6 separate regions of the Mus musculus genome follow, and all the other regions are linked to region 5. The links are chromatin contacts, called in public targeted proximity ligation maps. All regions are on one chromosome and are shown on one strand. The core of a region is the stretch at or near the end of the contact, and the rest is flanking DNA. Distances in the headings are between cores, read along the strand shown.

Evidence for each region.
Region 1: a contact with region 5 is called in a targeted proximity ligation map of memory CD8 T cells, with 9 read pairs. A contact is called at or near these places in 2 of 130 datasets of targeted methods (memory CD8 T cells and pancreatic cancer cells).
Region 2: a targeted proximity ligation map of memory CD8 T cells shows a contact between it and region 5, with 6 read pairs. A contact is called at or near these places in 1 of 39 promoter capture datasets (liver) and 2 of 130 datasets of targeted methods (memory CD8 T cells and pancreatic cancer cells).
Region 3: a contact with region 5 is called in a targeted proximity ligation map of pancreatic cancer cells. A contact is called at or near these places in 1 of 39 promoter capture datasets (liver) and 2 of 130 datasets of targeted methods (bone marrow-derived macrophages and pancreatic cancer cells).
Region 4: a targeted proximity ligation map of pancreatic cancer cells shows a contact between it and region 5. A contact is called at or near these places in 1 of 39 promoter capture datasets (liver), 1 of 130 datasets of targeted methods (pancreatic cancer cells) and 1 of 9 other capture datasets (pancreatic islet).
Region 6: a targeted proximity ligation map of pancreatic cancer cells shows a contact between it and region 5. A contact is called at or near these places in 2 of 130 datasets of targeted methods (memory CD8 T cells and pancreatic cancer cells).

Annotation. Positions count from the first base shown.
Region 1 is chr19:4,281,088-4,285,292 of GRCm38.p6, forward strand. Ankrd13d (ankyrin repeat domain 13 family, member D) reads right to left here and starts at 2,050. Exons shown (of 15, transcript NM_026720.2): 1 at 1,794-2,050; 2 at 1,082-1,217; 3 at 831-955; 4 at 76-121. The coding sequence starts at 1,883.
Region 2 is chr19:4,228,935-4,233,194 of GRCm38.p6, forward strand. Pold4 (polymerase (DNA-directed), delta 4) reads left to right here and starts at 2,959. Exons shown (of 4, transcript NM_027196.4): 1 at 2,959-3,254; 2 at 3,529-3,618; 3 at 3,814-3,925. The coding sequence starts at 3,158. It overlaps Gm45928 (predicted gene, 45928), which reads left to right. Exons shown (of 4, transcript NR_132309.2): 2 at 3,529-3,618; 3 at 3,814-3,925. All of the region lies in intron 2 of LOC102631992 (a long non-coding RNA gene), which reads right to left.
Region 3 is chr19:4,199,909-4,204,039 of GRCm38.p6, forward strand. It overlaps Rad9a (RAD9 checkpoint clamp component A), which reads right to left and starts at 1,695. Exons shown (of 11, transcript NM_011237.2): 1 at 1,575-1,695; 2 at 1,421-1,491; 3 at 1,021-1,149; 4 at 557-671; 5 at 364-463. The coding sequence starts at 1,608. Gm30082 (a long non-coding RNA gene) reads left to right here and starts at 1,800. Exons shown (of 4, transcript XR_388289.3): 1 at 1,800-1,890; 2 at 2,219-2,330; 3 at 2,476-2,530; 4 at 2,630-3,332.
Region 4 is chr19:4,160,825-4,165,457 of GRCm38.p6, forward strand. Rps6kb2 (ribosomal protein S6 kinase, polypeptide 2) reads right to left here and starts at 2,559. Exons shown (of 15, transcript NM_021485.3): 1 at 2,344-2,559; 2 at 1,998-2,038; 3 at 1,779-1,899; 4 at 1,436-1,504; 5 at 244-391. The coding sequence starts at 2,421. It overlaps Carns1 (carnosine synthase 1), which reads right to left. Exons shown (of 10, transcript NM_134148.2): 10 at 3,500-4,633. The coding sequence ends at 4,514.
Region 5 is chr19:4,876,372-4,880,881 of GRCm38.p6, forward strand. Zdhhc24 (zinc finger, DHHC domain containing 24) reads left to right here and starts at 2,297. Exons shown (of 3, transcript NM_027476.3): 1 at 2,297-2,658; 2 at 3,750-4,027. The coding sequence starts at 2,378. Actn3 (actinin alpha 3) reads right to left here and starts at 1,538. Exons shown (of 21, transcript NM_013456.2): 1 at 1,340-1,538. The coding sequence starts at 1,483.
Region 6 is chr19:4,010,236-4,014,219 of GRCm38.p6, forward strand. It overlaps Ndufv1 (NADH:ubiquinone oxidoreductase core subunit V1), which reads right to left and starts at 2,520. Exons shown (of 10, transcript NM_133666.3): 1 at 2,316-2,520; 2 at 1,111-1,193; 3 at 867-1,037. The coding sequence starts at 2,387.

The DNA of each region.
Region 1 (4,205 bases), core at 800-3,299, 600 kb before region 5:
AAGTCTCAGAGTCATTGGGAATCTCCCCCCAAATGGCCCACTCCAAGTCTCTGCGGTCAACTGAGCCCCACTCACCCCAGCTAGTGAACTCCCATTTCATTTCCACGTAGAAATCAGGGGCCTAAGAAAAACCAGAGCTGCCTGTTAGGAGCCATGGCCTGGTGCCACAGCCAAGTAGGCCTTGGGCCTCACAACTACTCTTTGGGAGCCCACAAATTCTGATGCACTGCTGTGGCCCAGCTATACTCCCACTCCAAACAAACCATGCCAAGGAGAGAGCCCAAGTAGGCCCTAAAATGATCTACACATATAAAAGTTATAAGCATTGGGGGCCTAGAGCTAGTTTTGACATGGGCCATAGCCCACTGTGGGGCCCTACGAGGTCCTCTGTCTTTTCTGTGTCTGAGTCCTTTATCTGTAAAGAGAACACAATGATCCTTCCAGACCTTCCCACATGTGAGGAGCACAACTGTGCCTCTGTCCTTTGTGTGCTTCGGATGCACAGGACTAGGCACTCCAGGGTCCAGGCCATCTCTACCCAGTCACCTTTCTGGAAATTTACATTCTCTAGGTGACCCAAGGCCTACCATTCTATCCAAGAGATTCCTGGTATCAGGGACCCTTAGTGCTGGTGAATGTCTTCCTTGCAAAAGACCCAGTCTCATCTGCATGGGCCTGGGATCCCATATTTCTTACATGACCCTTGGCAGAGGTTGAGACACAGATGGTGGGAAAGCGTCTCGCACAACCTAGATACTCCTCCAAGGCCAGGCTTATCACAGGAAGACGGAGCGCCTGTTATACCCCACTTCTTTACTCTATGGTAATACCTGACGGAGTTTGTTGAGCAGTTCTGGAATGCCAGCCAACCTCTGTGTGGCCCTCTGGAAGTCCCGATACTGGAGTACCAACTGTACCATCTCAGGGTCTCCAGTGCTGACTGCCTCCTGCAGGACTGGAGATGAGCAACTGCTGGGGTAGCCCTCTTAGCGCCCCCAGGCACGGTTACTTACTCCCCCTGCCCCCCATTCACCAACCTGGAAGCTAGTCTCAAGGGAGGACCCTCTGCCCTGCACAGTACCTGCCCAGCCCTGGTGGCTCTCTTTGCCCACGTTGGCATTATGTCGGAGGAGGACTCTCACAGACTCCAAGTTCCCCAAGGTCACAGCAAGCTCCAGGGGGGTTCGCCCTTGGGGGTCCTCCTGCTCAATGTCGTGCTAAGGGAGATGGGTCACTCAATACAAGGCAAGAGAGGGCCAAAGCAAGGAGGTCACTGGATTGAAAAGGGCTGGAGTTACTATGGGTAACCAGGTCAGTGAGAAGATAAGAGTGTGGCCTATGTGGACTGGAAAGTGTCGGGGTAAAGGGGACAGTAAGGGCCAGTGGGAAGGAACTGCTCATTTCTTCTGCCCTCTGCTATCCAGAGTTGAGGGCCTGGTGGTGGAGTCTAGCAAGACAGATTCAGGCTAGGGATGCTGAGAGTTTAGACCAGCTTGAGGGCTAGAACACGGTTCTTGTCCTCATTCTAGCTCAGAGGTGATGAGGGTGAATCCTGAGCTTAACGCAATACGAAGGGGGCAGATAGCAGAGCAAGGCCCAACCAAGGGAGATGCGCTAAACAAATGCTCAAGCTCGAGGGCAGGTGACCAGGGATTTGGAAAGAGCTGGACCTAAGGAGTCAGGATGCAGCTGCGGAGCACAGCAGGGGCGGTGAGCTGCGGAGTAGATTCCGTACTTTGGCACCGGGGCTTGGGGAGGAAACCAACCGAATCGGATCCCCTTCAGGGCCTCACCTTGCGGCTGTGCAGTGCGGCCTCCAGTTCGCGGTGCCGGTTCGCCCAGACTAGCCGGTGCAGCGGGAAGGTGGGGCCCAGGCCGGCCATGCTGGGCTTCAGCACCGCATCCCGAGCGAAAGGCCCAGCCCTTCTTGGCCTGCGCCTGGCACGTCCCCTGCTCCTCCGCTCTGAGCCGCACCTCAGCCGCACCCGCTGCAGCCCCGCGGACCCCTGCTAGAAGCCGCCGCAGCAAGAGCGAAGGCGGCAGGGAGGGCGGGGCGGGGATCTGGGGGCGGGGCTACATGGAGTTAGGGCGTGGCGTCGGGCTTCGCACACCCTCGCCTCCCGTAGCTACGGCAACCACTGCAGGCCTGCGCGCTGGGGGCGGGCGGAGTGTGTGTGGGGTGCTGTCCAGTCTCCAGGGCAACCACATGCGCCCCAGGAACAGCCGGAACTTCATTTTGAAGCGCCATGGTCGGTGGGGTTGTTCCGGAGGGCGGGGCATAGCTGCAGCTCCACCCGTGCCCGCAGGGGGCGCCCCAGGCCCTGGGCAAATCTCTTAGTGGTCAGAAAGGTGAGGGAGGAGGGAACGGAAGGGGAGTGGGGTAGGCTCGGTGGCACTGGGATTGGGCCAGGGTCTGTTGTTCTTGCAGCCCCCCCCGCCCCCACCCCCCCCCACCCCCGCTGACAATGTGTCCTTCTGTCTAGCCCACTCCTGAGTTCCATCAGCACCGACTTGTCTTTTATAGGCGGGTGGGATGGGAAATCTTGACCTCATCCCTGCCAGCACAGGCGCTTAGCTTCTGGAGATGGGCACCCCGCAGCAACCCCTAATGCTGACCAGTCAAAGCTTTCTTTCCCGAGGATCTGTCTGGCCTTGATGCCTGGAAGACAGCAAGGAATCAGGAACAGGAATATTGTTGGGGTTGGGGGACATAAGCTCAGCTTCCTGGCTGGGTGATCGGCCAGGGTGCACGCTACCACCACAGGAGTCCATTTTGCAGAGGCTGCATTTTACTGCCAACAGGGAAGGAAGGAGAATTTCGAAACAAGGCTGGCACTTCCACTCACACAGGATCTAGGGTTCAAGCAGCCAGCCAGCTTAGTTGGGACCCTTGGTTATCTTCAGTCCTACCATGGGTTCTCTGATCCTGGTCTTGCTGGGTGGCGAGGGGGTAAACCAGACTTTCCAAAACTGACTCTGGTCTGTTTCTCTATTTTTAAATCTTACATTCATTTTTGTGTGGGGGTGCTCATGAGTGTGGAGGTGAAAAACCAACTTTTGAGAGTTGGTTCTCTCCCATCCTTTAACTCAGGTTGTCAGGTTTGGCAGCAAACACCTTCATCGGATGGCTCCACCTCCCTATCTGTTAAACTTAGTGTGATGGAGAAAGGCCATCTAACTGAGGTTCCCTTCCTGCCCAAGGATGTCCTCATCTCTTCAGCCTGATTGCCACCTTTCTCCCTGCGATCGGGTGGTTTATAGCAGTCCGGGATCTAGGCTACCCACCGTGTGTGCTGTGGTCAGGTCATCTACGATGTCTGGACTTTGGGAGGAACTCAAGGCCCTGAGCTTCTAAAGGTCCAGAGCTCTGCAGTTAGGTCCTGCTGGTCTCTGCTTCTGTCAGAGACTTCCTCCTCAGCATCGTCACCCTGGCCCTGGACGGCCTAGGACTTGCTGCAGTCTTGAGCATCTCTCCGCCAGTCTTTACTGCTCTGACATCGACCCTTCTTTCCACATGGACCTCCCTCTCCTAGCTGACAGCTTGTCCACTCCCATCTGATATCACTTCCAGGACACCTCTGGTCTTAGGTATTCCATGCTGCCATATTAGGGTGTCAGAAGCCAAGTCCAAACGCCTTTCTCTCTTCCTTCCAGGCCAGCTGTGCTCTGAGCTATCATCACCTCTTTTTTGTTGTTTTGTCTTTTGAGACAGGGTCTCACTAACTAGCCCAGACTGTCCAGGAACTCTCTCTCTGAGGACCAGACTAGACCCAAACTCACAAAAGTGCTGGGATTAAATGTGTGCTCTGCCATGTTCAGCTCCACCTTACCTCTTGACCAACAACATGGCCTCCCTCACACGCTCCCTCAGTGTGGCCTGGCTTACTACACTGTTCCATTTTTTCCTCTCTGGCGTCTTTCACCTCTTCCTTCACAATCACCAATTACAAGAACATCTTTCCTGGACAGAAGCAATGGTCCTATCTCCCCACTTCTTGCAGTGACCAGCTATTTGTTTTAGAGCCAGTTCTAATGACTGCAGCCTGCCCTAAAACTTGAGACCTAGCTAGACATGGTAGCAAACCCCTGTAATTCCAGCACTTGGGAAGTGGGGGCAGAAGGGCGAGGAGTTCAAGGCCATCCTTAGCTACACAGTGAGTCTGAGGCTAACATCTGCTAACCACCCAGAGCCAAGCAAGTTCAGC
Region 2 (4,260 bases), core at 1,709-4,208, 650 kb before region 5:
CCTCACATCCCATTGAACTCATGCAGCTGCTGCCCTCCCTCACTTTTACCTGCCCCATCTTTTCAGCTCTAACTGGCTCTGTCCATATGACCCATCTCAAACTGAAGGCGAGGGACTTTCAGGATGTATATTTGTGAAGAGTGCTGACCCCACCCAGAACTGTCACACTGAGTAAAGCTAAGATGAACCTGCTCCCACAGGAGCCGCGCGCAGTGAGTCTCAGCCCCAGGGAGTCCCAGGTCTAGGTTTCTGTTCAGGTTGTTTGTTCTCCTGGTCTTCACAGGACTTTGACCTTGAACCTAATAAGGCTTAGGGTATTTGCAAAGTATAAGTTAACTCCATCCACTTCTATCACCAGCTTCTGGAATCAGTGCTGACCAAAGACACTTCGTATACAAGACAGAATTGAGCCACTAACTTAGACCACCAGTTTGGTCTCCACTCTGAGAACTCTGCATCAAGCAAAGTGTTCTAGGCAGGAAGGAAAATGATGAGGTTAGAGAAGAAAGTAGGAAAACACCCAAAGATAGGAGACCAAGTCAGTGCCCTAACCACCTTAGAGACACGTCGGATACTGAGCAGCCAGGATGATCCATCTTATTGCTCACCTGGAGAGGACAGCATGCTTCCTAGGGAGAGCTCCACCCCCACACACCTCCCCCACCAGAAGGCTAGTGCTAGGGTCCCTGCACTGAAGCAGAGCACTCCAGATCCCTTAGGGGCTGAGGGAACCTAAAGCCCCTGGGAGGTATCTTTCCAGTCAGTGTTGGAGAAGCTACCTGGACCTGAGCCAGGCAGATCTGGGGTGGGGGCTGAAGGGAGGGCAGGTAGGGATGGCTCAGCCAAGATCCACAGAGCAGGTCAGGGTGTCAGGAGCTGCCAAAGGAGACAAGCGACTAGGCGCAGGCAGTGGAGGGAGCTGCTGTGGCCGCCCAGCGGCACACCCCATTTCACGCTCCCTGGGCGGTGGCAGGCCCCACGGCTATCAGCTTTCAGGGGTGGGAGGGACCAGGAATGAGGAGGGGTCTGCCCCACCCAGGCTTCCCTGCTCCCTCAGGGCTTTGTGGACTCAGGAAGTGGGTGCCACATACCTTTGGGAACAGCCCCAGAATATCTGAGGCCTTCTTAGGGAGGAGTGGTGGTCAGTCCCACGGAGCCTAGGAGCTACCCACTATAGAGCCTCACTAGACCTAATGCCTGTGCCTTTCCCTGCCTAGTAGAGAATTCTCCCTGTCCCCCTTCCCAACTCTGTAGGGTCTCTTCTCCCAGATGTCCAGGAGACAGATGGAGGGATCAGACCTGAGCCACCCCAAACAATGGGTCCCAGAAAGGCCTTCCAGGTCTTTGCAGTGTGCCTGCAGCTCCTTCTTCTTCAAGAAGCTAATGGGGGAAGGCTAGCAAGAGGAGGTCCCTGGAGACACAACCTTCTGCCCACCACTGGTGGGTTTCTCTTTGGAGGGGTCCTCTTCTCTGCCTCCACACACACGGGAGGCCAGCCGAGTGCTTCCTAAGCCAGATCACAGAGCTTCCAAAAAGGAGGGCAAAGGCCTCCAACCAGCCATCCTTGCACCCCTGGAAGGAAGAACCGGATGGGCTCTCCAGAGGGTGATTAGTGCTGGGTCAGTCCAAGTGCTGGTTCCCAGACTCCCACGGGCCAGCATTTTCACCCGCTGCCAGGAAGTTGGTGAGGGGGAGGTGGTAGTAGGGGTGAGTCAGTGATGACAGGAGCCCCAAAACAAAGGTCATGGGTAGAGAATTGAGAGACGCTGTTTACAGCAATTACCTCCTGAGGTCTTCTCCCAATGCCTACCATTCTCCTCCAGCTCTAAGGCATTCGTGCTCCTGCTCTCCTGTCCAGGACTAACGACTGTGTATGTCCCTCTCTCTACCGCGCAAGCCTGGGAGCTTCTGCCGCACACGGGAAGCTAGTTAGTTACACAGTAGCTGTTACTAAGAGCACTTCTGCAGCACACGGGAAGCTAGTTAGTTACACAGTAGCTGTTACTAAGAGCACTTCTGCAGCACACGGGAAGCTAGTTAGTTACACAGTAGCTGTTACTAAGAGCACTTCTGCAGCACACGGGAAGCTAGTTAGTTACACAGTAGCTGTTACTAAGAGCACTGATCACAATTTGCCTACACTTCCCACTTGCAAAAAAACTCTTTTGATATCTATTTTGAGTTAGCATGTGGGAGATGCTTAGAACTCGGCACATGGAAAGTCCAATATGAGGGTTGGGTTTATTGAAATTATTTTCTGCTCATGATACACATTCAGAAAAAAACAAAAACAAAAAAACAGAGCAGATCTGTCAGTTAAGAACTGGGGATATGAACCCATGGAGAATGGAGACTATACTTCTGGCGTCCTGCTTGGAATGGAATCTTCCTGACTAGCAAAGTGGACAGAGGCAGGCTGTGGGACTTGACAGCGGCCACAGCAACCGCATGCCTGGGCTGGGTGGACAGTGGCTCTGCCAGCAGACTGTGAGAAAGGAGCCTTCTGAGCTCATGAGTTTCTCCAGCAAGGTCTCCTGGGGCCAGTAAGAGCAGCAGGGAAGGACCTGGACTAGTCCAAACTCTCTTTGGACCTACAGATCTGATCCCACAGCGCTCTAGGGCCAACCGGCAGGAGAAAAAGGTTCTCAGGGGACTTAAAAACTGGCCATGGGGATTAGTGAGGCTGAAAAGAACATTTGCCTAGGAAGGAAAAACGGGAAGTGAGAGGCCGAGGATAACTCTCTATATGTCCCAAGGGACCCAAGTGGACCAATGAGAAACCCGAGGAGGTGGTGAAGTCTGGGGCATCTTGACAGGTTCTTGGTTCCGCCTAACCCCTCCTCACTCGAAACGCAGCAGCAGCTACCCCGCCCCCCGTCTTCTGCCGATTGCCATTGGCTAGAATTAAGGTCCCGCCCCGCAAAGGCCGTTTGCCATTTGCTTAGGTCTCTGATGTTTGCGTGCTTGTGGGGGCGGAAGACAGGCGTCATTCCCTGGAACCTAGGGACTTCCTCTCTCTGCTTGTCTGGGTCAACTTGTCTGTCCATTGCTGGCCCATCTCTCTCTGGCCCCCTCTCTCACTCTCAGCAGCTGTCTCTCACAGGCCCGCTGCCCTGCCTTTTCTTTGCCTCCTGCTCCGCCTGCCTGGGTGGCCGCCATGGGTCGGAAGCGGTTCATCACTGACTCCTATCCTGTTGTGAAGAAGAGGGAGGGGCCCCCTGGGCACAGCAAGGGAGAGCTGGCACCCGAGCTAGGTCTCTAAAATGTGGGGGTGGCAGGAAGAGTGGACATGAAGTGACCAGAAAGGACTCTGTGTGTGTGTGTGTGTGTGTGTGTGTGTGTGTGTGTGTGTGTGTGTGTTGGCTAAAAAGGGAAGCTAGCATGTCTCGCACTTCCGATGAGCTGTCTGTCTGCTGGATGGCAAAGGCAAATGGGTGGGGAGATTGCCAGGATATAGAGTCACAGCTCTAAGTCCAGGGTAGGGCAAAGGCCTGGATGTGCCTGAGGAGCCACCACATGTTATTGCAGGGGAAGACACCCAGTCCCTCAGCCAGGAGGAAACAGAGCTGGAGCTGCTGAGGCAGTTTGACCTGGCCTGGCAGTATGGGCCTTGTACAGGTGAGCACCCCATTTCCAGTCCCTCCCATCAGGCACATCTCTGAATCAGTTCTGTTATCAATGTGTCTCAAAAGTAATCCTGCCTAGCTCTTGGACACTGTCTCCTGAAACTGACTATGGAGGCTCAAGAAACTGCCGTCCATGTCCACTATCCTGGATTCTCCTGCCTATCCTGTCTTCTTTTCCTGATGGCAGGTATCACAAGGCTGCAGCGCTGGAGTCGGGCAGAGCAGATGGGCTTGAAGCCCCCCCTAGAGGTGTACCAAGTGTTGAAGGCACACCCTGAAGACCCTCACTTCCAATGCAGGTCAGGATAGGCTGGGACAGCTTTCAGGGGAACCAGGGACTTCTCCAGGAGCTGCCACCCTCTTGGTCTACGTAGGGGCTACCTTGACTTGGAGAAGTGGGAACAGACTTAGACGGTCCTTCCTGTCAAGCAAGAAGAGTCTGGCTCGAGATAGATCTCGATAATGATCCTTACCTCTATGAGCTGATGGTGGGGGACGGGTATATCTAGGGCCCATGGAGCTATCCATGAGTCCTGAGGTGTTCACCAGAGCCACAGGATTGTAGGCAGTAAGTAAGTAAGAACTAGAGACAGTCCATCAAGGAACAGAACTGATGTGGCTATGACTTCCTTCT
Region 3 (4,131 bases), core at 445-2,944, 680 kb before region 5:
CCTCCTAAGTGCTGGGACTAAAGGCATCCACCACCACCACCACCCAATTAATACACATTTTTATATAAGTGGGACTCAAAACCAGGCCTTCAGGCTTGCACGTCAACCATTTTACTGAGTTATCTCGCCAGCACATGCACCCTTTTTTTGAGAAAGAGTCTCACTGCTTAGGCTACCTAGAAACTCAATGGCCTTCCCAGTGAAGTTTCCTAGAAACTTCTGATCCTCCCACCTCAATCTAAGAACTGCTACGATGACAGGCATAGGCTAGCCAGGCCTGCTGAAAATGGAGCATTCCTAGAATGACATTAAAGCCCTAAAGGTAGGAGAGACTCAGGCGAAGTTTGAAGCAGGGGTGCTTACCGTGCTGGGGTGCGCAATAAGTGAGGGCATGAGGCTGGGTCGAAGACAGCCTGCAGGGACTCACAGTCCTGGAAGGAGAGGTTGTGTGTCTTCTTGACCCCTGGATAAGGGAAATGGTCTCAGGGCTTGGCAACCTCCACTGCCACTGCCTCCACACCCACAGAGGAACTCTTTGGGCAGGCCGCTTGCTCACCATACTTGCAGTGGAGCTGGACCACCAGGTGGCTGTGGCTGCCACTGAGGGAGATACAGCACTTCTCCACAGACTTCTCCACAATTGCCAGAGAGCGGAAGACGGACAGGAAGGCCTGGGCAGGGTAGGACATCAGTCTGGCACACTGCTTCCACGGCCCAGCTCTACATCCCATGTAGGCCCTGGCCCCATCACTGGCCCCACAAAGCTGTGGTGTCTGCACACTCCCATGCTGCCTTGCCCATGCTGGTCTCTTTGCTGGGAAGGGCCACTAACCTTTTCTTGACCAATGTCACCACCCTCTCCACAGATCTTAGATAGCCCTCTACGGTCTAAACATCTTTACCTCACTGCATGTTGCATGGAATAGCTCCCATATGAGACTAACTCCCTAGTCAAACTCATCATTTACTGAGTACCTGGCACAGAGGCACAGCTGTGGAGCTGCTTCAGGTGGCCCTTACCTTCATCAGGATCTTACAGCGCAGCAGGTCCTGACCAGGGGAAGCCGCCTGGTACTGCTGGAAGAAGAGTGGGGCAAAAAGGAAGCAGGCATAGGCAGAACGGGACGAGTTCACAGTCCGTAGGGAGAGCTGAGACACAAAAAGCAGGCAAAATTGCTTTTCCCTTAAGTTACTTTAGCCCCACCTTGCCTGCCACTAGGCGTTCTAGGAAGAGCAAGTACCCTCTGTATAGACATGCAGCCTCAGAAGACTGGGCCCAAGCCGATGTCCGAACAACCCAAGAGATAATAAACTGCGCCGGAATATCTGTCCACCATCCCTGTAAGGCCGAATGAACACCAAGCCTAGGCTCCCCATTCACCATTGAATCCGCCCCCATCCCTGCGTCCCAGTCCCTTACCCCGTCCTTCAAGGGTTCCAGATAGAGCTCGTCCCCGATTCGGGATAGCGAATGGACAGCCTTGCCCAGCACTGCGGGGAGGAGAACAGAAAGTGGTTAGGGGGACTCCTGGGGCTTGCTCACGTGGTCTGCTGCAAGGTAGGTCCAAACTTACCCTTCACGTTGCCCCCGGTGATCAGGCACTTCATAGTACATAAGCACAAAAATCGAGCTTGTTTTGCACACGAACCGGGACGGGATAGGACATATAATGAGTCCCAGCAGCTACTACGACTGCCTAAAGTTCCCTTCCCGCGCACCGTCCCCTCCCCGCTGCCGGCCTGGCCTCCGCTTCCTTATTGGTTCACCCGGGGTTTCTCCGTCACGTGAGAAAAACGTTCCTAAGCTCGGTGTCACGTGATCTAGTCGGTTCATTGGGTGTGGCCCGGGTCACGTGACTGCGGAGGGCTTGCTCCTGTGTCCTTCCTCAGGTCTGATTCTCCCACCCGAACCCGAGCCCTGCACACCCTGCAGAGCTCTGCAGCTCCACTGGGCTGCACTGGGCATAGGTGAAGGGCATACTAGATGGAGGAGCAAGGTGTCTGCACCAAGGATCGAGCTCTGGACCAGAGCCCTAACGTGGGAAGTGTAGACCCTCCCGGGTCGCTAACTTTAGTGTGTGGGGTTACAGGGTCAAATCAAGATAGTCCGCGCTCAATCTGGGCTGGGGATTCTGTTGTGGCAGCAACCACCAGCTCCCCTCAAAAAACGTAACTCGCTTCAAGAGCGATGAGAAGGGGCTGTTCATTTTGCTTTCAGGATCCTTCACTGACCTTCGTAAATACATGGAAAGATGAGAAGGTTCTGGGACAGAAAAGGGTGGAAGGATGGACTTGTCAGAAGGAGGGGCAGAAGCAGAAGCACAATGGGGGTAGGCGAATATGGGTGAATGGGGTGTCCCGAGCCTTGTGCGGTAAGGGGTGGGGAGGCAGAGCTGAAGGGATGAACTGGGAAGCCCTGGGAAGGCTTAAGTACTACGCGGGGTTTGGTTTATGTACATTTTACCAATTACCCAGACAGTGTGGAAGGATGAAGATTTTCAGCTGGGACGCATTCACCTTGCTCTGGGAGGTAGTTCAAATGCCTAGAGCAACCCTTGCCCATCCCCCTGCGGGCCTGTGGGTAGTGGGGAGGGTGTGTTTGTTACCTAGCCCCTCTTTGTTTTTCTAGGCTCCTCTCCCTCTCCAAGTGCTTCTTTCCTAGAGCCTCCGGGGAGGAGGCGGCTTTCCCTTTCCACATCCAAGGCAAGCTGCATACAACGCAGAGGTGTCCAGTTCTCTGTTAGACTGGGAGTTAGGGGATTACCAGCATCCTCTCCTCCTCACTTGCTCACGTCTTCGGTGGATTCTGGCTGCTTCATTTCCCAAACAGATGGCAAAGTGGCCCTCCTTCTGTCTCCACTGTCCTCCTTTCACTGTCCAGACACAGTCCTCAGTGACCCGCCCCCCCCCCCCCCCCCGGTGGGCTTAACTCTCCTGGCAAAGTCCAGTCTCTTGATCAGGAACTTTGAGGATCCAGGTCCCACAGAGGTCTTCACTGTCTCCTACCCCACATGATCACCTATCTCCATAGCCCTGCCAGGCTCTTAGCGGCCACTCTGGCTGCTTCCAAGGCTGTAGCCTGCTTCTCCCATGCTGACTTCTCTTCCTGGGCTCAACAGCAAAGGTTCCCTCAGCAGAGAAAACCCTAGGCTTTGAGCCATGGTGTGTCCCAGTTTCCTCTGTGTTTAATATTTGTGCTTCCTGCTGTTGTGGCTGCTGCATGTGGGCAGGAACTGCTTCTGTTTTGTTTATTGCTCTGTGTACTTCCCACCCAGCCTAGGATCAATAAATAGGTGTTGAGCCAGGTATGGTGGCTCATGCCTATAATCCTACCACTAGCGACTCGAGAACTTGAGAGGCCAGCCTGGGCTATATAGCAAGACCCTGTCTCAAAAAAATAGAAAAAGGAGGGCCTAGAGAGATGGCTCAGTGGTTAAGAGCACTGGCTGCTCTTCCGGAGGACCTGAGTTCAATTCTTAGCAACCACATGGTGATCTGATGCCCTCTTCTGGCATGCAGTACAGATAGAGCACCCATATAAATAAAAGAAATACATCTTTTTAGAAAGAAAGAAAGAAAGAAAGAAAGAAAGAAAGAAAGAAAGAAAGAAAGAAAGAAAGAAAGAAAGGAAGGAAGGAAGGAAAGGAAAAAGTTAAGTATGTGGCACAGTTTAACCAGGCTGCTCCACCCTCCACCTCTGCCCACAGCACCCCCTCTCCTGATAACTCTACTCTCCCATGCTTAGCCCATGTTCGCACAGGTTTGTAATCTCAGGTTCTTGGAGGGCTGGGGTGGAAAGATTGAAAATTCAAGGCCTATTGAGATGACAGAGAACGTTCAAGGCGAGCCAGGCGGGTGGGGGGGGGGGCATAAGCTGCTTCTGTGCGGCCTGAGGACAGGAGCTCCGCAGCCAGCAGCGGGCCCAACAGGAAGAACCCCGAAAGCTGCCCGCTGACGCCCACAAGCACTCCACGGAAGGGCTGCCAATCTCACACACACTAATAATAGATGTAAGAAAAAATAAAGGGCTGGAGTGTAAATCTGAGTAGAACACATATCTAACATTCAAAAGCCCTGGGTTAAACCAGGCCTGGTGGGGCACTAATTTAATCCCAGGAGAGGCAGAGGGGT
Region 4 (4,633 bases), core at 1,309-3,808, 720 kb before region 5:
CTGGACATCACATCTATATAAACTCCCACCAGCCCCACCCACCCCACAAACACTAGGCACTGGATGGATGTTTGCTGAATGAATGAACAGATAGAGAGACAGACAGATGGACACACGGCCAGGCATGGTATGTGAGCCTCCTAGCCATCCTCCATGATACCTCTCAAGAGTCCCTAAGTCCCCACCCAGTGTTCCTGGGCTGGCTCCCTGCCACACCCTGCTCGGCTTAGCCCACACACCTACCACTGAGGCACTCCAGGATGAGGTAGAGTTTGCCACCTGTCTGGAAAGCATAGGCCAGTTCTACAATGAAGGGATGCTTCACAGATTCTAGAATGTTCCTCTCAGCCCGGGTATGGGCTGTGTCCTTGGCACTGCATACAATCTTGGCCTAGAGATGCAGGAGTCTGTTAGAAGGGGAGGCATCCAGAGTGCTTGCCTTTCTGCTCTGCGGATTGACTGCCACCTCAATAGAATGCGCAACCTCAAGAGTCAACTATACTGAGGAGGAGCCAGTGTTCCAGTACACGTCTCTTGTTTCAAATAAACATTGAAACAACTTGGGTATGTAAGTGTCTAGATGCTAGGTCTGTGCAGTGATATCATCCTGACAGTAACCAACCCATAGAGTCGGGGTACCAAGGGTGGAACAGTATCACAAAGAGCCCCCTTTCTAGAAGCTTCTCCAGTCTGCCCTCCACAAGATCTGATCATGACAAAGACAATGGGAGGACTGGGCACTGGACTCAGAGGTTCAAAGTGTGAACTATGAAAGCATAAAGATCTGAGTTCAAATCTTCAGTAGCAATATAAAAAGCCAACGATGGCTGTGCGTGCCTGTGCCCTGTGGGAGGGGCACAGAAGCACCACTGGGTCTCCAGCCCAGCTTCAGTGAGACCTTGTCTCCTGAGAGGAAGTGACTTAAAAACAGTAAACTTTTCCGGAACCGGTTTATCCTCTCAGTCTCTCACCCTTGATACTTTCTTGTGTTCTTTGAGACAAGGTATCATTATGTAGCCCCTGGTGTGCTGGCCTACCACCACTCAGATCCTCCGGCTTTACCCATTCAAGTCCTGAGACTACACAGTATCCTACCAAGTTCAGCTCAACTTGACCCTGCTGACACACTGAGCCACACAATTCTTTGTCGTGGGTTCCTGTTGCGCTGCATCCTGGGCTTCTATTCACAGAATGCCAACAGTACTGCCTGTCCTCATGAGTCCTGACAATCAAAGCTTGCCATATGTGCCCTAGCAGGCCAGCTTCTTCCATCCAAGAATTACTCCAAAATCGTATGTATGACAATAGATGCTAAGTCAGCAAGTGTCAAGATAAGGACTGTCTTTATCATGTTTCCGGCTGTCTTCCCGAGACCTGGCACAGGCTGATGGGGATGGCAGCTACTCTGTCTCTGCTGGCTAAGCGAGTGACTCACCTTCCTTAAGACCTTCATGGCATATATTTTTCCCAAGTTGGTGCCTTGCACTTTTCTCACCTGGAACACCTGTAGGGCAGGGGAGACAGGATTAACTTCTCTGACCACACCCCACCTTCAAGGTTGCCCCACCCTAAAGGGACCAAAAGGTCTAAACTCAGCTTAAGGGTGGAACAGTAAAGATCTCCATCAGATTTTGAAAGGATATGCCCTTCCTTCCCCCAGGTCTCCAGCTCTGAATTCCATCAGAGACTCCGTACATTTACAAGCCTATTGGGTGTGAAGGATAGTATGCTGTCTCAGGCTAGAGCTGAGGTCGCCAGGGAGAGAGGGATGTTAGTACCTTGCCATAGCCCCCCTTGCCCAGTACACTCAGTAGCTCAAAGCAGTGGGGCCCGATGCGCTCAGGACCCAGGTTCACGCTGCTCTCTGTCAGCTCTACTTCTTCATAGTGTCCCACTGTCCTAAAGACAGAATAAGTTAATGAGGGAAAGGCTCTAGTGTACTCCAAGTCCCGACCCCTACTCCATACCCCCACCCCCCAAGCAAGACCCTCACTCACTCCAGGCCAGCAGCCCTTAATTCGCCAAGGGGACACACGTCCTGTGAGAAACCAAGTAATAAGAACCATGGGAGGTGCCAGAATACCTCCTCCCAACCTAGGCTCAACTGCTTGGCCCAGGGGAGAGGACCAAGGATAGAAGACAGGAGCAGGGATGGGGAAAGGTTGGGAAGGAGAGACCAAGGATAGAAAAGGAAAGATTGGGTCCAGGGGCTGGGGCTGGGGTTGGGGTTGGGGCTGGATCTGGGTTTGTAGGGGTCACAAACCACTCAGAGTTGGGAGCGCCAGGGTTTTGGTTAACCAGCCGGGCTCCCGGGTCCAGTCGCGCCCGGAGAGAAACACTCACCGCAGGGCTGAACTCCGGTTCGCCCTCGCCCTCGCTCCCTTCCTCGGTCTCCAAGTCTAAATCAAATACGGCCGCCATGGCCCCGCCGGTCCCGCGGGACCCTTGGCCCGGACCAGGCAGAACTCTGACTGACAGCACCGGGCTGTGCCTACGTCATTTCTCCGCGACAGCAGCCGCTCGCTCTGTTGACGCAATAGCTTCACCCACTCTCAAGTCGAGTGGGAAGAAAAGATGGCGCCTGTCGGAAAGCCTCTCGGGAGTCGTAGTTCCAGACATCTGGACCTCCCATCCTGCAAGCCTTATGAATAGAATAGGCTTTACTAGACCATCTTCCTTGTCGGTTTCTCCTGGGCCAGCTCTCGCCCCGAGCCGCGCGCACAGAGGCTCCCATTTTGACTCTGGAGCAAGTTCAAGATTTAATGGGCAGAATTACAGATGCATGAACGTTTAAGTGGCAACTCCTCAGCCCTTCTTAGTGCTGTGAGCTGCCCAGAAAGAAAACTTGTGTCTGTTCGGTTGTATTAGGGGACAGTAAGCTGTATTAGGGACACTCCATACAACCTCCCTGAAGCTCACAGACCCTGCAGGTCTGACATTTTCTGGGCGACTGCCTGGGCTTTGTTTCAAGGCTCCCTTTCTGAAGGGCTCAACACACCTAAATATGGACTTTTGCTAATGTATGCATACCGAGTATTTGAGCTGCCTAGTTCAGAATAGATATTTTAATAGAATATAGTTGAAAGGATGGATGAGAACTGGCGAGATGGTTCAGCGGGTAAAATCACTTGCCATACAAATGGCAAGTGACTGCTGGGGTTCGATCCCAAACGAAGCCTGTCCATTTCTATTGGAGTCTGTCTGGATAGCTTTTCCATTGCACACGGGATGCCCACTGAGGTATAGGATATGAACTCAGATGAACAAAATTTAGGGGTATCCAGGTCTGCAGAGGGATTACTGCCTGAATATGATTTAGGATTATAATTCAAGAAAAAAAAATCTCAAACATACATGTAGATATAAGGTAAGCCCGTAGCAAAGGTCAACCCTGGGGCCCAGCCAATGGGGTGCTTTCTACCTCTCCCTCCCACTTCCCAGCTCCCCACCTACTGAACCTGGGAGGGGAGCACTAGCTAAAACACTGGACTCCGGATACTTCACTAGTTAACAAGTCTTTATTTAGGTAGGCAGGTTTCAGGAGCTGTCCTCGGCTCCTGAGCAAAGACAGGTGTTTTCAGAGTAGCTAGCTCCCTAAAATGAGGAAAGGTGTACACAGAAGTCCCAGGGCCAAGCTAGCTAGGAATGCCAGAGGCCAAAGCAACAAAGCTGGTAGAGATCGTGTGTGGTGTATGGGAGGCAGGTGTTTAGGAGTCTGAGTGCTGCCTATAAATGAAGATAGAAAGGAGAGAGGACCTGGAGGCTAACTGAGCGTTTAAAACAGTAAACAGAGAAGGTTGGCCTTGGCATTCTGTCTACATCCACTATAATAGGAACTTGGAGGCAGTCTTTTTTTTTTTTTCTCTCTCTGAGCCTGCTTCCTCATCTGTAACATAGGGGCACTAGGGTCTGCCTGAAAGCATGAAGGGAAATGTTTACTCCTAGTGCTGAGCACAGACATTTGCTTCTACTGCTCAGGCCAACAGACACAGTGAAGCACGGCCAGACATTTTCAGCAGGCTCTACAACTGTCCTGGGTTTTGCATAAAGGCTAGTGTGCTAATCTCCCATTTCATGGCCTTTGTCCAAGGCTAGGGGCTGGTGAAGGTTCTCTCCTTGTGTAGGTGACAGGAAGAGCTGGACCTAGGCGGTGGAGGGGTAAGAGAGGAGGAGCCTGGGTTTCACCCACCCCCATCTGGGCTGGGCACTGATGTGCCAGTGAAGAAGCTGCTATTTGTTAGTTCTTTAAAGGCTGGAGTCCTGGGGGTACCTGGGGCTAGATGGAGGCTTTCTGGAAGGCAAGAGGACCCAGCAAATTCCAGATACTTGTTTTATGGTCCTTGAATCCAGAAGACTTTGGTGTCACAATGGCTCTACTGTTCTGGAATAGGCCTGAGTTGTGGTAGCATGCTGACCCTGGGTTGGGGCAAAGTGACAGAGAGAGGGACAGGGAAATATAGCCCCACGGCCCCTCCTCCTGGCACTGCATCCCTGCTGCTCCTTGACCCCAGTGCTATTTGAAATGAGACAGGAAATGGGCAACAGGGTAGTTGGGCCTGTCAATGCCCAAGCCCTGACAGATGCCTAGCAGGCGGTGACAGGCCTCAGCAGGGCTGGGCCCAGCACAGGCCAC
Region 5 (4,510 bases), core at 1,047-3,546:
GACTGCCAGCTGTTGTGGTGGGAACACACAGACTGTGATCTGGGAGGGGGAGGGAGAGGGGGAGGGCTGTTGAGGAGCAAAGGGCAGCTGGAGCCAGGGGCAGGGATGACATCACCCGGGGATTGCAGGAACTCAGGGACCACAGCCATGCTTGGAGACAGGTGCAGGGGGAGGGGGAGGGGGCTGGGGGGGAGGGTGGATCATCCCAGGCCTCATTCCATTCAGCTCAGGCTTCTCACCCCCCCCCCCCCCCCCCGCAGTCAGCTCCTGTCATCTAACACAGCGGAAACGATCTGCTTGTAAATTCTGGGGTTCTCAGGTCTGCAATGCCCTCTACTTTCCTAAAAGCACGCACAATTGGCAAAAGGCAGGTTCCATGGCTTCATGGTGCTCACCCTAAGCCTGGCCTTCAGAACCCCAAAAATTCCTCAGTTCGGATGGAATCATTTTCTCTTCAGGGAACCCAGGTGTCCTGCTCCCTCCTCTTGGTAGCCAGGGGTGAAATGATCCAGGGAAGGAGGGGGCAGTGCCCTGCAAGGCTGAGCCTGGGCAATGGCTGCCCTCATGGCCCTCTTGAGCTCCCACAAAGGCGCTGCCTCAGCACAAGTGTCCATGTGGGAGCCTGGGTTAGGTTACTGGTAAGGGGAGCCGGGGCTCCCCTCCTCCTGACCTTCTGGCCTTTTCAGCAGACTCAGGGCTTCTAGACAGGGAGGGGAATCTTGGGAAAGAGTGGGGTGAGGCAAGGAACAAAGACCCTCAGATGGGGGCATTCTTTTCTTCCTCAGTACACAACAGGCTGCCTGCCTATCTGTGCCCTTTTCTGGGCCTCAATTTCCTCCATTGTCAAGCCAGTAGAGGGATCCACCCATAGCAGAAGACAGAGTAGAGGATGGGAAAGAATATGAGACAGCTGTTCTCTCCTACACCCCAAATCCACTGGTTGTGTGTCTGGCATGTTCTCCTCAGGATGGGGTCTAGGGATACTTAACTGGAGACTAAAGGAACATAACTTTCTGAGAACCCCTCACCTCCCATCCAAGAATGAGTTGGGTCTCTTGGACCTTGTCCAAAATCCACTTTCACCAACACAAGAGGGGCAGTGGGCTTAAAGTTATTGGGGAGTCACTGAGGGACTCCACGGTGTCCTTGATATCCTAAATCCCTATGAGAACTCTTCTGATCTTTGAGGACAGCATATAGCTGGTGGGCAGAGCCTGGTTTGGGGAGCTGCACTCTAGATTACAGCCAGGCTCTGACCTTGAACTGCCCAGATGCCCGAGAAGAACTGCCTGGCCTCCCAGCCTCAGTTTTTGCCTTTGGGAAATGGGTGAGCACTCACTTTCCGCTGCTGTTTCTCCCAGGCCGGGTCCAACAGCAAGTCGCGGTCCCAGTCCTCCTCCTGTTCCATGTACTCGCCGCCCCCACCGCCAGAGAAGGGCCCCTCCCCGGCCCCCAGACCCTCGGGCTGCATAACCATCATCATCTTGCTCAGGCTCTTGGCTCCGCTCTGCTTCACTGGGCGAGCTCCTGCACACTCAGGCCGGGTTAAGTAGGGCCCGGTCCAGCCCCCAGATCGGGTTCGTACTAAATATGGGGTACGTGGGTGGGGCCAGATAGGGGGCGAGGGAGGTTGGGAACTGGACCAGAGAAGAGATTGTGCTGGAGTCAAAGATTGCGGAATCGCGGGGGATGCTGGGATGACTACTGGCCTAGATAGTGGGTTCGCATTTTAGCTCTGTGGTTAACTTGCTGTGTGATCTTGGGACAGCCATGGACTTTGTTTCCTCATCTATTAAGTGGATTCCAAGTGGTGGCTGTAGGCATCCTAAAGGCTGCCCCTTGGACCTGAGTCTGTCCCTCCTAAGCATTGCGCTCGAGAAACAGACCCCTATTTCTATTTCACAGTCTGTAACAGCAAGTCAACAAGTTGTTTGGGGAGTTTTCTAGGGTGATGGAGACACCCGAGCATGGGGAAAGGCTCAGGGCCAGATGATAGGGCCAGCCAGGTCTATTAATACCGGGGCGGCTGTAGAGGAGTGTAGGGAGAATGTGCTGAGCCGGGAAACCCCGACGCCCCGGGGGCTGCAACTCAATCCTCATGGAGTGGCAGCAAGCCACACCAGGGGCGGCTACTGCAGTACGCTGGGCGGACTGCTTCTTTTTGACACCTGGGCAGCATCACCAATCAGATTTTCGAACATCTGGTCAGTTAGCCAATCACTTCTCCGTATCTGTGGCCCCTCCCTATAAGTCTGGCGCGCGCAACGCACCCCCTGCGGAGCTCCTATTGGTTGCAGGAGACGTCAGTTCGCTGCTAGGCCCTCCCCAATGCGGAAGCAGTGGGATCCCAGCGATCGGAAAGCCGGTGGGTCCGACCATGGGGGAGTCCTGGGCAGCTCGGGGCGCAGAAGGAGCGCCCGCGCGGATGCCACTGGTACTCACCGCGCTGTGGGCCGCCGTCGTGGTCCTGGAGCTGGCCTACGTGATGGTGCTGGGGCCTGGGCCACCCCCGCTGGGACCACTGGCCCGGGCCTTGCAACTGGCGCTAGCTGCTTATCAGCTGCTCAATCTGCTGGGCAACGTGGTGCTCTTCCTCCGCTCGGATCCCAGCATTCGGGGGGTGATGCTGGCTGGCCGCGGCCTGGGACAGGGCTGGGCGTGAGTGTTGGGCTCCGGGAGTCGGCGGGCAGAAGCAGGGGGTCTGGTGGTCGCTGGTACCAAGAAAGGACCCAGAACTTGAGGTGTCAGTAACCAGATGACGTTAGCATCCGGGTTGTTAGAGCCATAGAACTCCTTTAGAGCCTGGCACCCGCTACTTATTCATTCAGATATTGAGCAGCCACTGTTCCTAGGACTCAAGTGAAAACAGATGCCCGACCTCCTGGAGTTGATTTCAGTGGCGGAAGGTGCAGATAATAAAGATAATAATAAGCCAATAAAAAAAAAGCAAATTGCGTAAACTAGATGCTCAAGAATGATACAGAAACAAAAAACAGAGCAGGGTAAAAGAGGCGAGAAGTTATCTTTATTATTTGTGTCTGTATGTGTGATGTGTGTCCGGTCCCAGGCGCGCATGCCGGGGTACACAGGTGGAGGTCGGAGGACAATTTTCGGGAGTTTGTTCTCTCCTACCACGTGGGTTCAGAAGAGTGAACAGGCCATCAAGTCTGCGAAGCAAATGCCTTTAACCACTGAGCCATCTCTCCAGCATAAAGTTTCAATTTTAAATAGATGGTCAATTTTCAGTACAAGACTTTTAGGTGATTAGCTTTAGGTTAATTAGCTTGATTAATTAATTTACATTTTACTAAAAAGCCATAGCATCCACAAATATATTAAGACTAACTTGTCCACTTGCAACTAAAAACTAAAAATAAATAGGTGGACATCACTCAGGCATTTGCGGTGGAGTCAGCCACTTGGGAAATTTTGAACTGGTTTCTGGGAGAGGGAAGCAGACCAAGAAAAGGCAGAAGCCACAGTATGCCCAGAATATTCCAGAACCACAAGGTCAGCGACTGGAGTGGAGAGGGAGAAAGATGTTAGTGGTGGAAGTACTGCCAGGCCTTTGCAAACTTTGCTTTTCAGAAGGTGTGTCACAGGCAGTAACCACTAGCTGGAGATGCCTGGTGAAGACAGGGACTGTTCCTGCTTTCCCAAGATGGTCTCTGAGGCTGCGGTTGGGCATGGTCTGGGACACTGAGAGCTACTGAGGCACTGACCTGTGTCCTTGCTCCCACCCCCTGCAGTTACTGTTACCAGTGCCAAAGCCAGGTGCCACCTCGTAGTGGTCACTGCTCTGCCTGCCGTGTGTGCATCCTACGTCGTGACCATCACTGTCGCCTATTGGGCTGCTGTGTGGGCTTCCATAATTACCGGCCCTTCCTGTGTCTCCTGCTTCACTCTGCTGGTGTCCTGCTCCACATCTCAGTGCTGCTAGGCCCCGCCCTGTCAGCCTTGCTGCAGGCCCACTCAGCCCTCTACACAGTGGCTCTCCTGCTGTTGCCCTGGCTCATGCTACTCACAGGTGGGGAGCTTTCTGAACCTTTTGGGAGCCAGAGACCCTTGCACTGGACTGGGGAGCAGGGCCCTTTCCATGGGAGGTGTGGTGTCTAGCTGGTTCTCTTGGCCAATGTTTTGGGGACCCAGTCCCAGGGTCATTTAAGGAAAGAGGGAAGCCTGCCACTTAGTTGAGTGTTAAGTACTGTACTTTACCCGGTGCTCCAAGACAAGAGCAGAGTTCTGGCTCCCAGAGTCAAGAAGGACCCCAGGGCTTGCTACAGAAGAGGGAAGGCTGATTTGAGAGCCCATGGGTTGTTGGGGTGCTAGAAGGTTATTAGGGGAGGTGGACCTAATGGTCCAAATATCCCCACTCTAAACACAGAGAATGAGTGCCGTTACATGTACACAAACCCTGAAAGGAACCAACGCAGTTTCACAGGCACCATGAGAATGAGGGCTAGAATGATGGTCAGGACTGGGTGGTAGAAGGCATGAATGCTGGGGAGAG
Region 6 (3,984 bases), core at 1,270-3,769, 870 kb before region 5:
CTGGGCTTCCCTTGAGAGTCAATTCAGTTCTTGGTCGTAAGAGGTCTGCAACCTCTACCACAGCCTTGAGGCTAACAGGAGGTAGAGTGGTTGACTTTTTAAAAAATGAGCAGGTAGTGGTGGTACACACCTTTCACCCCAGCACCCAGGAGGCAGAGATGGGTGGATCTCTGAGTTCAAGGCCATCCTGGTCTACAGAGTGAGTTCCAGGACAGCCAGAGCTACACAGAGAAGTCCTATCTTGAAAACAATATTTCTGTTTATTACATTTATTTACTGGTGGTGGCAGCATGTGCCATAACACATGTGAAGTTCAGGGATCAACTTGTGGGAGTCAGCTCTCTCTCTCTCTCTTTCATGTGGGTTCTAGAAGTGACCTCTGGTCACCAGGCTTGAAGCCAGGCTCCCTTACCTGCTGAGCCATTATGCCAACCGAGTGGTTAACTTTATAATTTGCATTCTAGGTGTCTAGGTGTCTACTGAAGTTGCAGGTCAAAAACTGAACCAACATTATCTTTTTAACTTCTGCATATCATACTCAGACACACACCCATACACATACAAAAGAAAAAAGAAAAAGAAGAAGAAGAAAAAAAGAGGAATTCAAAAGGACCAGATTCTCCAAAGCTTGCTAAGTATTAAAAGGCAAAGGTGGAATTTGAATAATAAGGTCTGCCTAAATGAAAATCTTGTATGGATTGTAACATCTTAAGTCTCTGCTGAGGAAAGAGATAGCTCTTAAGTTAAGGATAGATATATCCTCTCTTACAGCCTGCTAAGTTTCCCAGCATCAGCCCCAAAACCCAGTGATCCAGCAGCCCCTCCTGTATCCTGCAACCAGAGCTTAGGATATTTCCCCAACAAACCTGCCATCTGAGGGCTTATTCATGAAGCTCCACTTGAGGCCAGTGGGGAAGCCAGCACCACCACGGCCCCGTAAACCTGATGTCTTCATCTCACCCAAGATCCAGTCAGGCCCCTTCAGCAGGATCTCCTTTGTCTTGTACCAGTCACCCCGTCTCAGGGCACCTTTCAGCCTGGACAGAGTAGGAAATGATGTGAAGGAGAAGTCCTGCTCTGGGACCCAGCAGGCCATGGGCACTGTCTCACCTCCAGTCATGGCGCCCATACAGGTTGGTAAAGATCCGGTCTTCATCCTTCAGTGAGCCAAATGAGGTTTTCTTGGGTGCTGTCTGGGGAGATAGAAGGTCAGGAGGTCCAGAGCTCAGGGACCATGAGGGATTGGGGCAGAATTTTCAGCTTCTTGGGCCTTCCTACATATGAGGAGCTGGGCCACAGCAGGGGTAGAGGCTTCAAAGTCTTTGAAACATTGTAGCTCCCGACCACCATTTATATCAGTCCTTCCTGTTTAGAAGTTACAGAGCTAAACACTCTCAACGTTTCATCCCAATTCATCCTTGTAACATTCCTGGGATAGGATATTTCCTCCATTTTCCAAAGGAGGGGGGGGGGGCTCTAAACAAAAGGAACTTAGGGAAGGCCACAAAGCTAAAAGCAGATGGTCCCCACGGAGCCATGTCACACTTCAGCGACAGCACCAGCATTGCTTCCCCAAGACCAGCATAGATTTGTCTGACTCTTCCACTAGAGCAAAACCTGGCTAGGAGGGGCTTGATCTCCCTAACTCTGCTGAAGAGGTAGTACGTGGTCACTGATGGAAGAGAAGTGCCTCATTGGGGCTGGGGAACAAAATGGATTTGGGGTCTGAGATAAAGGAGAGGTGTGGACTGGAATGGTTCACGACTTGGTAGAAAGTGACCTGACATCCACTCCTACCTCCTTAAAAGTACTTCTCCTCAGGTGTAGTGGTGGATGCCTGTGGTCTCAGGAGCACCCAGAGAGGCTGAGACAAGAGGACCAACACTAATTTGAATACAGCCTAGAACTATATAATGAGCCCCTATCTCATAAAAAAAAAAAAATTCACAAAAGCGTTTTCCGGTCACTACTGGAAGCAAAATACTGTCGGGGGGTTGAGGAGATACACATCTTTTTCAAAACTGTTTTCTGAACTTTGAAATGGGGCGAAGACCCTGATACCCGGTAGGGCTGCGAGGAAGAAATAACAGATTATCTAAGACGCCTCAACACCTGCAAACCCTCACCCCAAGACGGGGTTGTTAAAACAAGAGTAGCTGGACTGGACATCGTCAGCCTGGAGTTGGGACCGTTAGTTTTTATCCAGACCGGGTGGTAGCTCGGAGAGGAGAGGACTCTGCAGAGGGGACCACAATCCCGCTCGCCGCTCGCCACTCCTCCGCCATAGGCGTGGGCCTGAATCAGGGCGGGCTCACCGTGCCGCTGCTGAAACGCACAGATACCCGCACGGGAACCAACCCGCCGAGAAAATGCCGTGCCGCTAGCATCGCGGGAGCCAGACGGGTCACCTCCGGCTGTCACCTTCACAACTCCGAACCGCGGGACCGGCGCGACAGAAACACACGGGGTGGGGAGCGCACAGGAAGTGCGTCACACATCCGCAGCCAGTGGCGTGTCCAGGGACCTCCGTTCCTTTGAGCTCTGTCCTCGGCCTCGCCCACTAAAGGTGCGCGGGCACAGAGACCGGAAATTTACTCTCGTGCTAGGCCTTCTGGGAGATGTAGTCCAGCTTGCCCAGACTCTCCTTTCTCGGAGACTCTTCCTTTTCCTAGTAAACCAGGCTCACGTGTCGCCCTCTGCTGGATCCCAAGTATTCCACTTCCTACAGACTTTGCGTCTAGTTGACACCAGCTATATATGCACGAATGGAAGCTGGTGAGAAAATTAGTTGGACTACAGCGGAATCGTCCTGATCTGGTGTAATTACGCTGAACTAGCCGAGCCCTGCTGAACTAAGCGCTCCCCCTGAGCATCCGTGTGCCTTGGAGAAGTACTCATTAACAAAAGAACCGGTGAGGTCCCTCACCTCCCACAAAGCTGCCCCAGAACCTTTGCATAGGACTTCTCAGGGCTGTGTGTCTGTAAACCTTTTAGAGCAATGCAGAGACCAGGGATGGTCAGTGAGTGTCACAGGCTCCCGCCGATGCTAAAAGGCTACTCCCTCCCCTTATCAGGGACCCCTTGGGGCTCTAGTTACACACTGCAGCCGGACTCCTGTCTTCAGAACCCAGCTCTAGAACAAAAACGTTTTGCTTGTTTTTCTTTTAAGATAAGTTTCATTTAGCTCTGGCAGGCCTGGAAATCACTATATGGCGTAGGCTGGCTTTCAACTTGCTGTGAGCCTTTGACTTCCTAATGCTAGATTCAAAAACCAGCCCCAGATATAAGAGTTTAAGAGTTTTCTTCCTTCCTTCCTTCCTTCCTTCCTTCCTTCCTTCCTTCCTTCCTTCTTTCTTTCCTTCCTTCCTTCTGCTTTGTCAGACAGAGTCTTACTATTCCCCTAATATGCTTTAAATTGAGCCTACAAGCTCACTTGGATGTCTATCTTGGTAATGGGAGACCTCAGCATGCTGGACTTCTGCAGAATAAAGCATTCTTTGTGTTTACATAGTATTTGAGTCCAGGGTATCAGGGGTCAGAAGGAGGGCAGCAGCATCATTAGACTACTTCATGCTTATTATGGGCGTCAGTTCCTTGGGGCAAGCCTGATCTTTACTGTCAGGATATCTAATTATTTCCTTTTCTTCTTTCTTCTCCTCTTCTTCTTCTTGTTTCTTCTTTGTGCACAACTACTTAATAACCTCTTGGTGTCCTAGCATTTATATACCCTCTAAAAACTCCACAGAATTCCAAATGTCACATCATCACAGAAACTATCTACAGCTGGAAAAATCATGTCCTTGCTAGAACACAAGGCAAATCATAGTCAGCTGCTGTGGACAGTCTGAAGCAGCTCTATATCCTCACACTTAGGATCAAAACAAAAACACATTCTGATAATATTTCTGTGGTTTTTTTTTCAAAGAAACCAAAACTCCAAAATTGTCACTACAATGTCTGACTTAGAAGTGTAGTATGTAAGAG